Linked DNA regions of Mus musculus: region 1 is linked to region 2. The links are chromatin contacts, called in public Hi-C maps. All regions are on one chromosome and are shown on one strand. The core of a region is the stretch at or near the end of the contact, and the rest is flanking DNA. Distances in the headings are between cores, read along the strand shown. Region 1 has its middle 42 kb from the start of Actbl2. Region 2 has its middle 64 kb from the start of 4930526H09Rik.

Region 1 (6,054 bases), core at 47-2,546, 330 kb after region 2:
AAGACTTGAGAATTTCACACGTAAAGTCAGTTTTCCAACTCGTTATTAAAATATATTTATCAAAAAAGGAACAGCAGAAGGTTCCCTATCTAACGCTGTGCAGTTAGTCACAGGGTGTGTGACTGTCCCTTTGCTTCTTTTGGATCCCATGGGTTAGAGAGGTGGTAGTTAGAATATCCTTGGCCTGGGGAGTGGCACTATTAGGAGGTGTGGCCTTGTTGGAGTGGGTGTGACCTTTTTAGAGGAAGTGTGTTCCTGGGTAGGTAGGCTTTGAGGGTTCTATGTGCTCAAGCTCTGCCCAGTGCAGAAAAGCCAGTCTCATCCTGGCTGCCTTCAGAATAAGATGTAGAACTCTCAGCTCCTTCTCCAGCATGCTGCCATGTTTCCTGTCATGATGATAATGGACTGAACCTCTGAAACTGTAAGCCAGCCCCAATTAAATGTTGTCCCTTATATAAAAATTGCATTGGTCATGGGGTCTTTTCACATCAATAAAACTCTAAGACAGAGGGTAAGCCACTGGGTCTCATGTTCATTCGAGTAGCTAGAAAGTTTAAGAAGTAAGGAGAGGCTGAACATCTATGTCCTGTCAGGAGTGATCTGGGACCCTGACACCAGCCATGTGGACTCTTTGGGCTTCTGAGACCTTATAAAGCCTGTCTATTGTGCTAGAAGTTGCACTCAGTGTAACACTTGGTAAACAAGATAATCAGGATCTTGGTTCTCCAACAGGGAGACAGACAGCAGAGAAGAGTTTTGCCAGTGTTGCATAGGAATTAAAGCAGAAGGAATGCCATTGTCCTCCTTTGAATCGGACTTTCTCACTAAGAGCCAGCAAGATGGCTCAGCAGGTAAAGATGCTTGCCACCAAGCCTAAGTTCTATGCCTGGGACTTACTTGGTATGAATAGAAAACCTCTTGTACAAGATGTCCTCTGACTCCCATATACGTGTCATAGGGTGAATACACTCATACACATTCATACTTGCATACACAAGCACACACACAGACACACAGACACACTGGGGGAATAAACACAGTATTTTTTATTACTTTAAAAAGGGGGAATATTTTTCACAAAGCCCTGAATTAAAACACACAGAGAGAGAGAGAGAGAGAGAGAGAGAGAGAGAGAGAGAGAGAGAGAACAAAAACCTCCACAGACATCTGATTAGGGAATGTTTTACACTCCAGAGCTCACATGACCACATTTTTTTGTGATTAGCACACAGTTTCTCAGATAAGTGTTATTTACATTACAGAAACTAGTTCCAGAATCAATATGGATTGTTAATACCTTATCTCATCGCAGAAAGGAAAAACAATAAAGAACGTTGTGAGCCGTGCCTGGGAGGCTAGAGATGCACTGCTCAAGCAAAAGAAGCACAGGCCTGGGACAGCATCCATCGGACTTCATGTGGAAGCCAGTTGTCCCAACATGAGGCCCTAGGTCAGAAAGGTGGTGTAGTAGGAAGGTAAGGCTGGGAGATGATTTTTGCTTTCCTTGCTGTCTGATTGCATCACAACTAGGGAAGCCATCAGGAAGCTAAGATCCATTCAGATTTATGTAAGTCTATGACTTCCATGAAAAAAAAAACTTGATCCTAGTTGAGTTATCTCTTGTCTTTAAGTTGTAAAAAACACATAGAACAATATAAAGCAATAACAACCCAAAACAGATATAAATCATATGAAATGAACATGTAAATAAAGCTACTGAAGTCAGGGGCATATATACAATGGAGAAGTGATCAAATCAAACAAAGAAGCAGCCTGACCACTGAAAGAGGAAAGTTGATGAAATAAGATAGCAGGGTAGGGGGTGTGAAAAAGAAGAGCTTTCTTGCTATATTTAGGGGTGAGAGGGGACAAAAAAATCACTGAACTGCAATGAATAGGTAGATTATTTCAATAGAAATGAAATCTGAGAGGTCCTGGAACAAAATAAGTTAGATCTAGGAATCAAAGTGATGCTGTCCAGTAGAAACTGAAGAGTAAGACAAGTGTGTGCTCCTATTCTGATCAATCTGCATGAACGGGGTGACCACCAAGGCATCAGCAGCCAGGGACATGTGAGCACGATTTTAAGGACAAGAGAAAACCAACAGCACATACCAGCAGTGGCAGGTCAGAGGCCCACACTTGCTCCAGGAACACCAGAAGGAGCAGGTGACCTCACAGTCACAGGCAAGTGCCAAACAAGCCTCACGGTCCTCTGTGTCAATAACCTGCTATCAGAGCTGATTAGACACGAGTATCTAAAACACGCCTGGCCTTTCTCAGAGAAAAGAGCAACAGAAACACAAGCCACTGTGATAAGCTGCACATGCATACAGAACAAAGCTTGGCCAGCACAGTTCCAAAAGTGAGGGTTGATCTTTATGGGAAATGACTCAAACGTCCCCATGGACCTATTGAAGTCCATGTTTCATAGACTTGAGTACAATAGACCATCAACATAAATTTGAGACACAGGAAACCTGATTATGAACATAGCTCTGCCATTCTCTTTAGGGAACCCTTCAGCTTCTGGGGCTCATTTTCTTAACTGAAGAAAGAAACAAAACCTCCATGACCTATCCTACAGACAGTTGGGGTTAAAGCTGCTTTTTGAATTAGTGGTCTCTGCGATACATATCTGTTTCTTCAGTTATACCCCCGAGGCAAATAAAATTGTATTGTCAGTGGTCTCAGAAATTTGAAATGTTAATTAATTTAAGACTTCTGCACCATTATTTTGCACTAAAGTTGTATGGAAGTCTACTGTCTAGAACACAGGGAGGAATTCACATAGTAACAAGCTGAAGGGTTGCTACTCTTACCCTTTGGGGGACGACCTCACAGCTCCTTACATCTGATTAATTTAATGTGTGTATCTGCTCTTTAGACTCGTGATACAAACACTAGTGAAATATTAGATGAATCACAGAAGCTAGAGAGAATCTTCCCTCTAAGCCAGAAACTTTAAATTTTTAAAATATGGTTACAGCACATGAGAAAATCAGGTTGGCACTGGCTGAGAAGGGAAGGAGAGGGGAGGGGAGAGGAGGGGAGGGGAGGAGGGGAGGGGAGGGAAGGGAAGGGAAGGGAAGGGAAGGGAAGGGAAGGGAAGGGAAGGGAAGGGAAGGGAAGGGAAGGGAAGGGAAGGGAAGAAGGGAAAGAAGAAGAGGAAGAAGAAGAAGAAGAAGAAGAAGAAGAAGAAGAAGAAGAAGAAGAAGAAGAAGAAGAAGAAGAAGAAGAAGAAGAAGAAGAAGAAGAAGAGGAAGAAAGAAGAAGAAGAAGAAGAAGAAGAAGAAGAAGAAGAAGAAGAAGAAGAAGAAGAAGAAGAAGAAGAAGAAGAAGAAGAAGAAGAAGAAGAAGAGGGTGGAGTTGGGAGTGGCTCTAGGAAGAAGTGGGGAAGGAGTGTGAAGAAGTAAATGTGCTCAAAATATCTTGTATGCACATATGAAATCCTCTAAGATTTAATAAAATATTATTTTTAAATATTTTAATGTTTCCACTCAAATTTGGGTGTTATAAAATACATGTTCACATTTTATAAGAATATTTTCTATTTATTCTTTGACAATTTCACCCATATACACAGTGTCCTCATCATATCCATCCTCAACTCCTACCCACACCCGACACCAGATTCCTCCTCCCAAAACATCATCCTCCCACATTCATGTGCACGTGGGTGCAGGACCATTCACCAAGGATGGGCACCCTACCACCTAGCGCATCCCCAAAGAAAAAACGATTCCTCCCCCACCCCACCCCCAGTAGCCACCAAATGCCAATAGATCCTTAGTAATGGTAAGGCCTATTAAGCCCCTCCCCAGTCCACAAGGAAATGTTGACACGCCCAATCTTTCACACATCCTGTGCAATTAACCACAGCGCCTGTGATTCTATGAGTGCCACAGCCTTAAGTGAGGAACACAGCATTTCTGAGCACTCTTCCTGAACCTCTGGCTTTTACATTCGTTCTGCCCCTTCTTCAGCCATGTTCTCTGAGCCTTGGGGGACATAAGTAACATAGATGTCCCATTTATGAATGAGCTTGTTTTCAGCAACTTGACCATTTAGGAGTCTCTGCATTAACCCTTACTCTCTGCAAAAAAAAAAAAGCTTTTCTGATTAAACTTGAAAGCAGTGCTAACCTGCACTTATAAATACAAAGTAGACTGTTTGGCATGTCAACACATTTAGCAAAATAACAGAAATAGGGTTTCTTAATGAGGTATTTGGTAATTTAAAAAAGGAAATAGAAAAATAAATACTTCTTTAAAGTTTAAAGAGTTGATACCGTCTCTATTTAGAAACAGCCAGAGAAACATGAAGGTGGAGCAGGTTGGGAGAAATGTAGGAATCAGGCTAGGAGAAGGTTCTTCCCGTAGAAAACTCTCCGGTTTATAAACACACCTTTTTACTTGAGTTGGAATGCTTTAAACAAATAGGAAAGACTGTGGTTTCAAAATTCATATTTTAAGGATATGACCATGCAAATGTGTAAGGTCAAATGGGTTCACAAGATGGAAAGTAAACGGTCTTCATTCGACCTCCTTGGAGGTACCCCAGCTAGATGTTTCCAAATGCAGCTCTATGCTCTGATGCATGTAACCTGCCTTCCTAGCCCCTCACAATAACACCTCAGAGTTCAGAAAAGTAGATAACTCACTCCAGAACGTCTGAGGCTTAATTAAAGAATGCATTTATATCCAGATGTGCCCAGTCCAAGGGTTATCTTAAACCCCTCATTTTCCATCTGTCTCTTTCTGTATGACAAGAACATGATAAGACAGTGTGTGCCCACTTCCTTCTCCCTCTGTGTGTATAGGAAACAACTTCATGGAATTCTTGGTCTTATAAGATGGCTTGAATACCTCTGTGAACCAGACCTTGAGCCCAAGGACAATATGCTGCAGGCTCATCACTGTGTTGTACAGGTGCCTCCTGGACCACAACAAAAGTATAGGCCAAGACCCACCTCCTCCCAAAAGTCCATCATCTACTAACCTGTCCTTATTCTTCTTGCTGGGTTTTTGCAGTCTTCTTGTTATTATTATTATTGCTGTTTATTATATTTTTTCCAAACTCAAAGATAGCCGATGTTTCGATGGGCTTACTCATAAAATGACCTCACAGTTGTGCTTGCTGAGTCTGCTTGCATTTACTACCTAATTCTACCTTCATCTTTCTGCTCAGAAGCCTCAGCACCAGGAGGCTTTTACAGGCCTAATAAACATTTATATGCAATATTTATTTCGGTCCATTCCTATTACATCAGGTGCCATTAAAATCAAGAAGGGAAAAACAACGGCTAATTCTTTTCCCAGAGCAAGTATCATATGCTATGACGTGCTTCATACTGGGCAAAAGTCAAGCGAATTTGGACTTTTTAAAACCCCTCTCCCCCAGCTCCAATGCAGCCTTTCTAACATAAAAATTCTTAGATCTCTTTACCACTTATAAGTAATGTGAGCCTTTCACAGTAAAAGTGTGAGTCCAGACCAATGCTGCTGAAATACTGGAGGAAAACACTTCCTCTTACAGCAACACATCCTTTCCTGGCCGCAGCTGACAGCACACTTGAACAACCACCTTGGCAAGTCTTCTGTCTGATTTCACACAGGCACGTTCCACATTTCCCCCCATCAACTTGTCTCCAAAAGGGAACTTGTCTCCACCTCTCCTTTAGTTCACTTCCACAATGGAGAATTTGGTAAAGAACTACTTGTCTAATGATGTCCTCCGTGCTGCTTTCTGGCTTGCAGCGTTTTCACACACCATGCCTGATTTCCCTTCGGTATCCTTGCAAACTCTCAGGGAGGTCAGCATCAGTGATTTCCCAGATGGAGAAACTATTCTATGTCTCAAATCACACATTGCTGTAAAGAGTCGGATCTATCCAGTTACTGGTGGGTTTAGTGAGCGAGCTCTAACATAACCTTCTTCCTCAATCAGTTAGTTATAGAACCATCAGCCTTTGGCCGGGTGCATGACCACCCAGGACAAGGGTACTCCCAGCTCCCCTTGTGACTGTATGTGAAGCCACAGGACTCCTATCAC
Region 2 (5,540 bases), core at 1,191-3,690:
TTTCTGTCTGTCGGTGCTGGGATTACAACAGTTCATCGCCACACACCTCTGCATGTGGGTGCTGGAGATTTGAACTCGGGTCCCCAGGTTTGTGCAGAAAGTGCTTTGCCCACTGAACCATCTCCTCATCCCCAGCGCTGGGTTTCTTATATTTTCTATCTCTTTAAAACATAAAAATGTACTGCATCTCTGTCTAGAGTGATAAAACTGTTGTGATAATAAGGTATTTTTTTTAATGTCCAGAGGACATTCTCAGATGTCATAAATGCCTTTCCAAATGTTTGAGCTCCAAATAAATTCAAAATGCATTTAGTAGAATGTAATTCCTCTTCTCATTTAAACCCAGGAGGGCTTCAAGGAAAACACAATTCAAGTGTTTCTTGAATTTATTGTTTTACACTTGAGTCAGCCAAATGTGATTTGAAAACAGATGCTTGATATAAAAAAACCAAAAACCAAAAAAAACCAAACAACAAAAACAAAAATATAAACCTTTAAATGAATGTTGTTAGGTTTCCTTGGTGTTCTCTCTCTCTCTCTCTCTCTCTCTCTCTCTCTCTCCCTTCCTTCCTTCTTTCCTTCCTTCCTTTCTTAAAAGAGGAAGAAAGGAGTCTAATATAAACTTTCTTAAAATTCTCTAACTACAACCAGAAAATTAAGCCACAAATATACTGACCCTAGTGCTTTTCTTTGTTTGGCCACATGTCACGTTGTCTTGTATATTTGAAGGGTTTTATTGCTGTGAAAATACACCACAACCATGGTGACTCTCATAAAGGAAAACAACTAATTGGGGCTGGTTTACAGTTTCAGAGGTTCAGTCCATTGTGGTGGGAAACATGGCAGCATGCAGGCAGATATGGCGCTGAGAGTTCTACATCTTAATCTGAAAGCAGCTAGGAGCCTGAATATGTTTCACACTGGGAGTAGCTTGAACATTTAAGACCTCATGTCTGCCTCAACAGTGACACATTTCCTATAGCAAGGCCACACTCCTCTAATAAAGCCAAACCTTCTAATAGTGCCACTCCCTATGGCCAAGGATTCAAACACATGAATCTCTGGGACTATACCTAGCCAAACCACCACAACCACAGAAAACATCTTCATGCTGAATAGACAGCTCTAGTTTGGACACTGAGAGGAGGGAAAAGTTGAGTTCCTGGTCACATGTTACAGATGCTCATTTTAAAACATCATAGTAAAAATAAACGTACTCTTAAAGAAGCAAAACATGAAATCTGAGATCATGGATTCGATTACTAATCCTACTTTACATGCTGAGTAAATATAGCAATTCACTCACCTGCCCAAGCACCAGTTTTCTCATTTGATCAACGTGGATAACAATACCTATCTTGCAGGCTACGAACAGGCCGTTCTGGAGATTGCTATCAACCCCTTCTATGTATATATCTCCCTTTTGTCCATCTGGGAAATAAAACATGAAACAATATGTCTGCTGCAGATACTCTTTTCCTAGACCTGATATTAGTGATAACCGTTGCGAACAATTAAAAAAATGTTTTAAAAATTCTTTTAAAAAGAAGAAACATGTTTGCTCTTCCTTAAATGATCTTAGGGTAGGCATCAGCTTTAAAATGAATCTGGAAGTAGTTTACCTTTGGTCCTTTTATGCATACACACACACATGCACACACATGCATACCTACACACACAGGTTTACCTAGAGCCATACAAGAGGCAACAAAGAAAAAAAATCCCAAGAAGGCTCTCCATTTACACAAATGTAAAAGTCAAGGGACAACCTTGTTGAGCCAAAATATTGCACAGTTTTCTGTCATTCTCTCTTGGGTTGCATCTGTGTTAAAAAGATTCTCCCCAAAAGTGGCAAGGGGCACCCTTTCCTGAATTCCCAGCTCTTGTCAGGAATAACAAATTTCTAAAGAACTAAATTAAAAAGAAAGTTCAAAAAGGAAATCTCTCTTCTAGTCTTTCTTATTGCACAGTACAAATGGCTAAGGACTCCAAGGGAGACCACCATAAACTCTGTAGAACAAAGTGTAGTATTTCACTGTGAATTAGCCTGTTAAAAAAAATGTTACAAAGCAGAGCTCATTGTTTTAGGATTTACTGTTCCACACATCCTAAAGATATGATAAGAAACTATGAAGTCAGCACTGTAGCTATTGAGACAGCGAGAGCAGACAAGCTCCATCCAGAAACAAATAGATTTCCTACAGACCTGTGATCTTGCTTATCTAAGAGGAAGGTTTTGTTTGCTTGTCAATCAAGCAGAGCAGATCTTCTGGGCGCGCGGCCACACCTTGGACTGGGGAAGCTCAGGAAGGAAGGAATGTGGGAAGGAAGAGGGGAGAGGCCATTTCCTGATGGGTCAGCTGCTGGCAAGTGTCTGGACCCTGGGAAAGCTGTGGTGTAAGCCTTCCTCTCCTTGGAGAGCAAGCAGAGCAGCAGGAACAATGGTGTGAAACTCTGCCGGTAACTCCCAGGTCACGCCTGGAGCAGCATGGTCCACCGGCAGCAGGTTATGCCTCAACATGTCCTGGACTCTCGGCAGCCTGCTGTTTAAACCTCCCTGTGCAATCCCTCTGCCAACATGAAGCATATTCTCAAGGCAATTTCTCTCCAAGGGAGACAAAGAGCATCTAGCACTGGGTTAACTGAAAAGCCATGGCATGGGAGAAAAGGCCTTCTAAGACTCTCAGACTGCCAATCCCAGAGATCTTGACTGACAGTTCTTATGTTTTAACATCCCAAGTGATCTTTTTATGTTCAGTTTCTGATTAATCTGCAGAGCATCCTCCTGTGTTAGGCTACTCAGGATCTGTAGAATGAGTTAAAAGACACCATTCCCTGCTCCAGGCTTGGTCTCCCCACGCTCTGAAAGGGCTGTGCCAAGGAAACTTACTTCTACTGTTAATGTCTCAGCTAAAAGGTGCTTAATCATTGTAAGAATTTCTTAGCTGGGCGTGGTGGGTACATGCATATAATTCCAACATGTGGGAGGTGGGGGCGGGGCCATCAGGAATTTGAGGTTATCCTGAACAACATAGTGAGTTCATGTCCAACCTAGAATACAAAGTACAAAATCTGAAGAAAAACGAAACAAAACTACAAAAATGAAAACAAGGACCAGCTGGGTTGGTGCAGAGGAAAGCCAAGATAAACCAAGAAAAAAAAAAATAAAACACATCAATTTAAAAATACCTTATTCAATATTCAAGACAAGATTTCCTACTGTTCCTAGTCTAAGAGACTAGTTTAGGGTAATCTCTTTCCCTCCCTTCCTCTTTCACACAGTGTAAGCAGGGCATTTGGCTCCTCCCTAGCACAGTGCAAGCCTCCATGTTCTTTAAATCTGGTACATTCCTGCCCTCTAGAGGACAGAGTTCCAATCACTGCTAGGATCAAACAGTTGCTTTGTGGAGACTGAATTGTCAAATTCATAGCCGTGAAGTACTCTTGGCTCACACAGGCACAACAGCTTTCAAAAAAATAATCTTTCTTCAGGTGATTCCCAGGCATCAAATTTACCTAAAGGTCATTTTTCTTATAAACAGGAGTAGTTCGTTGTTGGTGAAAATGTAATACCATATGGATTTATTTCTCTGTTTTTCCTACACGTGCTTAAATTGGCCAAAACAGTGGCAATGAGCTTAAGCCAATGTCTTTGGAGCTTCTCCCTAATCCTCACCCCTCAGTTCTCAACACAGGAGTCCAAGAGCGCCAGGAAGATCATCCAAAGAAGTCATTCTTCAATCCCTTTAAGCCGATGGGGCTTTGCACTTCCCGGGCAGGATTGAAGCAGCCAGACACATGCTGTCGCCTTCTCCTCCACTAGGAGAACTTCCTAGCAGAGCCAAGAGGGCCAAGTGACGTTCTCCAAGTGACGTTCTCCAGGCCACAGAGTTGGATTGAGGCATATGGTGCAATGGAACCCAAACTGCTGATAATGTTTTTAAGCCTGTGGCATCAGTTTTCTATTCAAAGACCAAGCCAGAGGTTTGCGTTATTTTATTTTTAGTTACATAGACACCAGGCTATTTATCACCAGGGACAGAAGTGAATCTAGCACTGCCCCCTGTGTGGTGGTTTGAATGAAAAGGGCCTCCATAGGTGCAGAGGGAGTGGTACTATTAGGAGGCATGGCCTTGTTGAGGAGGTGTGCCACACTGGAGGTAGCTTCGAAGTTTCAAATGCTCAAGCCAAACCCAGTGTCTCTTTCTCTTCCTGGTGCTTTCAGATCCAGATGTAGAACTCTCAGCTACTTCCCCAGCACCACACCTGCCCAGATGCTGCCATGCTTCCTGCCATGATGAAAATGGACTTAACCTAGAAACTGTAAGGCAGCCCCAATTAAATGTTTTCCTTTATAAGAGTTGGGTAGTCATAGAGTCTCGTCACAGCAATTGTCACTCTCCAACATGTGTCTATTTCAGACTAGGTCATGGCACCATTGGATATGGTGATCTTCCTGGTTACAGTCATCTATATTCTGGAACCTTGGAAAGTGTTTGTGATGCTGGCTGTCCTTTTATAACAACTTTCTGGCCTTTGTTCTCTTCCGTTTATGAATAAGAAACTAAGGAATATCACTAGACCAGGCCATAGAGCATACAACTGTAAGATCTCTTCTGCTCTAAAATGTGTCATTTCTGTTTCATCACGAAGTTTCTAACAAAGAAAAGAGCACTAGATCGATGCATAAATTACTTCATCTATTTGCTTTTAAAATAAGATGGGAACTGACATGCCTTAGGCTTCATACTTCACCGGCAGAGCTAGGGCTAATAGGGATTCTTAATTTCAAGCCAGTCACTGTACAAAGTCTATTATAGCTCCTTTCTCATCCTCCTCCCCTGACACACACACCAGCTGCAGAGGTCCACCGTGAAATCACCATACACATCAGAAAGATGTTGTCTTTGACAGTTCCTTCCTTGCTCTCTCCACTTAATCATCTTCAATGCTGCATCTTTCTAGGGTGTGCAGATGGCTACCAACTCCAGTCCCCCAAACCTGCCTCACAGTTATGTCTGACTTAGTGGGCCCTTATCTATATCCAGGTTGGAATGAAACTTTGATTTCCCAGGGCACAAGACAAAGTATGTCAATAATGAGGAGAGCAGCTGGACCTAAGACTCAATATTTGAAGGACTATGGGAAAGATTTGAAAACCAGAGTCTGTCTAGAATTGGAAATTTTCTACTTTTCTAAAAACCCACTCAAATGACTGTTGGGGGAAGCCCGGATGATTTCTCAGCAAGTTGGTTTCTGCTTCTAACGTCATGTTCAAGTTCTCGTCTGATTATGACTTACTAGAAGGTGACTTTAAAATGGCATATGGGTTAAATTGTACTTCTCTACTCATGGTGAAAGGATGGAAAGGAAAGAATGCAAAACTGTACAACCCACGTACCACATGGGTGTGGTTATTTAATCTATAATTTTTTCTCTTTATCCACTTTCTACTGCACACTCATGCTCAATCCAGCAAGTTTAGGCTTCTCAGTCAGGTGCCAGCTTCCAGGAATATGTGAGCAGCTCCAGCAGAAATT

Evidence for each region. A called contact is a pair of places that touch in the nucleus more often than the background predicts.
Region 1: a Hi-C map of extraembryonic endoderm stem cells shows a contact between it and region 2, with 2.7 times the contacts expected there. The contact joins two enhancer-like sites. A contact is called at or near these places in 3 of 484 Hi-C or Micro-C datasets (cerebral cortex, cortical neurons and extraembryonic endoderm stem cells), 3 of 115 datasets of contacts at active chromatin or transcription factors (large pre-B cells, pancreatic cancer cells and stem cell-derived neural progenitor cells) and 1 of 9 other capture datasets (embryonic stem cells).

What each region holds. Positions count from the first base shown.
Region 1 is chr13:111,293,950-111,300,003 of GRCm38.p6, forward strand. No RefSeq gene overlaps it. Among named protein-coding and RNA genes, the nearest start is that of Actbl2, 42 kb to the left of the region's middle. Within about 2 kb of position 1,297, at least 19 of the 459 cell types and tissues checked have an H3K27ac peak or open chromatin away from gene starts, as enhancers often do. A contact at or near this core is called in extraembryonic endoderm stem cells and pancreatic cancer cells, where this site is marked.
Region 2 is chr13:110,964,956-110,970,495 of GRCm38.p6, forward strand. No RefSeq gene overlaps it. Among named protein-coding and RNA genes, the nearest start is that of 4930526H09Rik, 64 kb to the left of the region's middle. Within about 2 kb of position 2,441, at least 131 of the 459 cell types and tissues checked have an H3K27ac peak or open chromatin away from gene starts, as enhancers often do. A contact at or near this core is called in extraembryonic endoderm stem cells and pancreatic cancer cells, where this site is marked.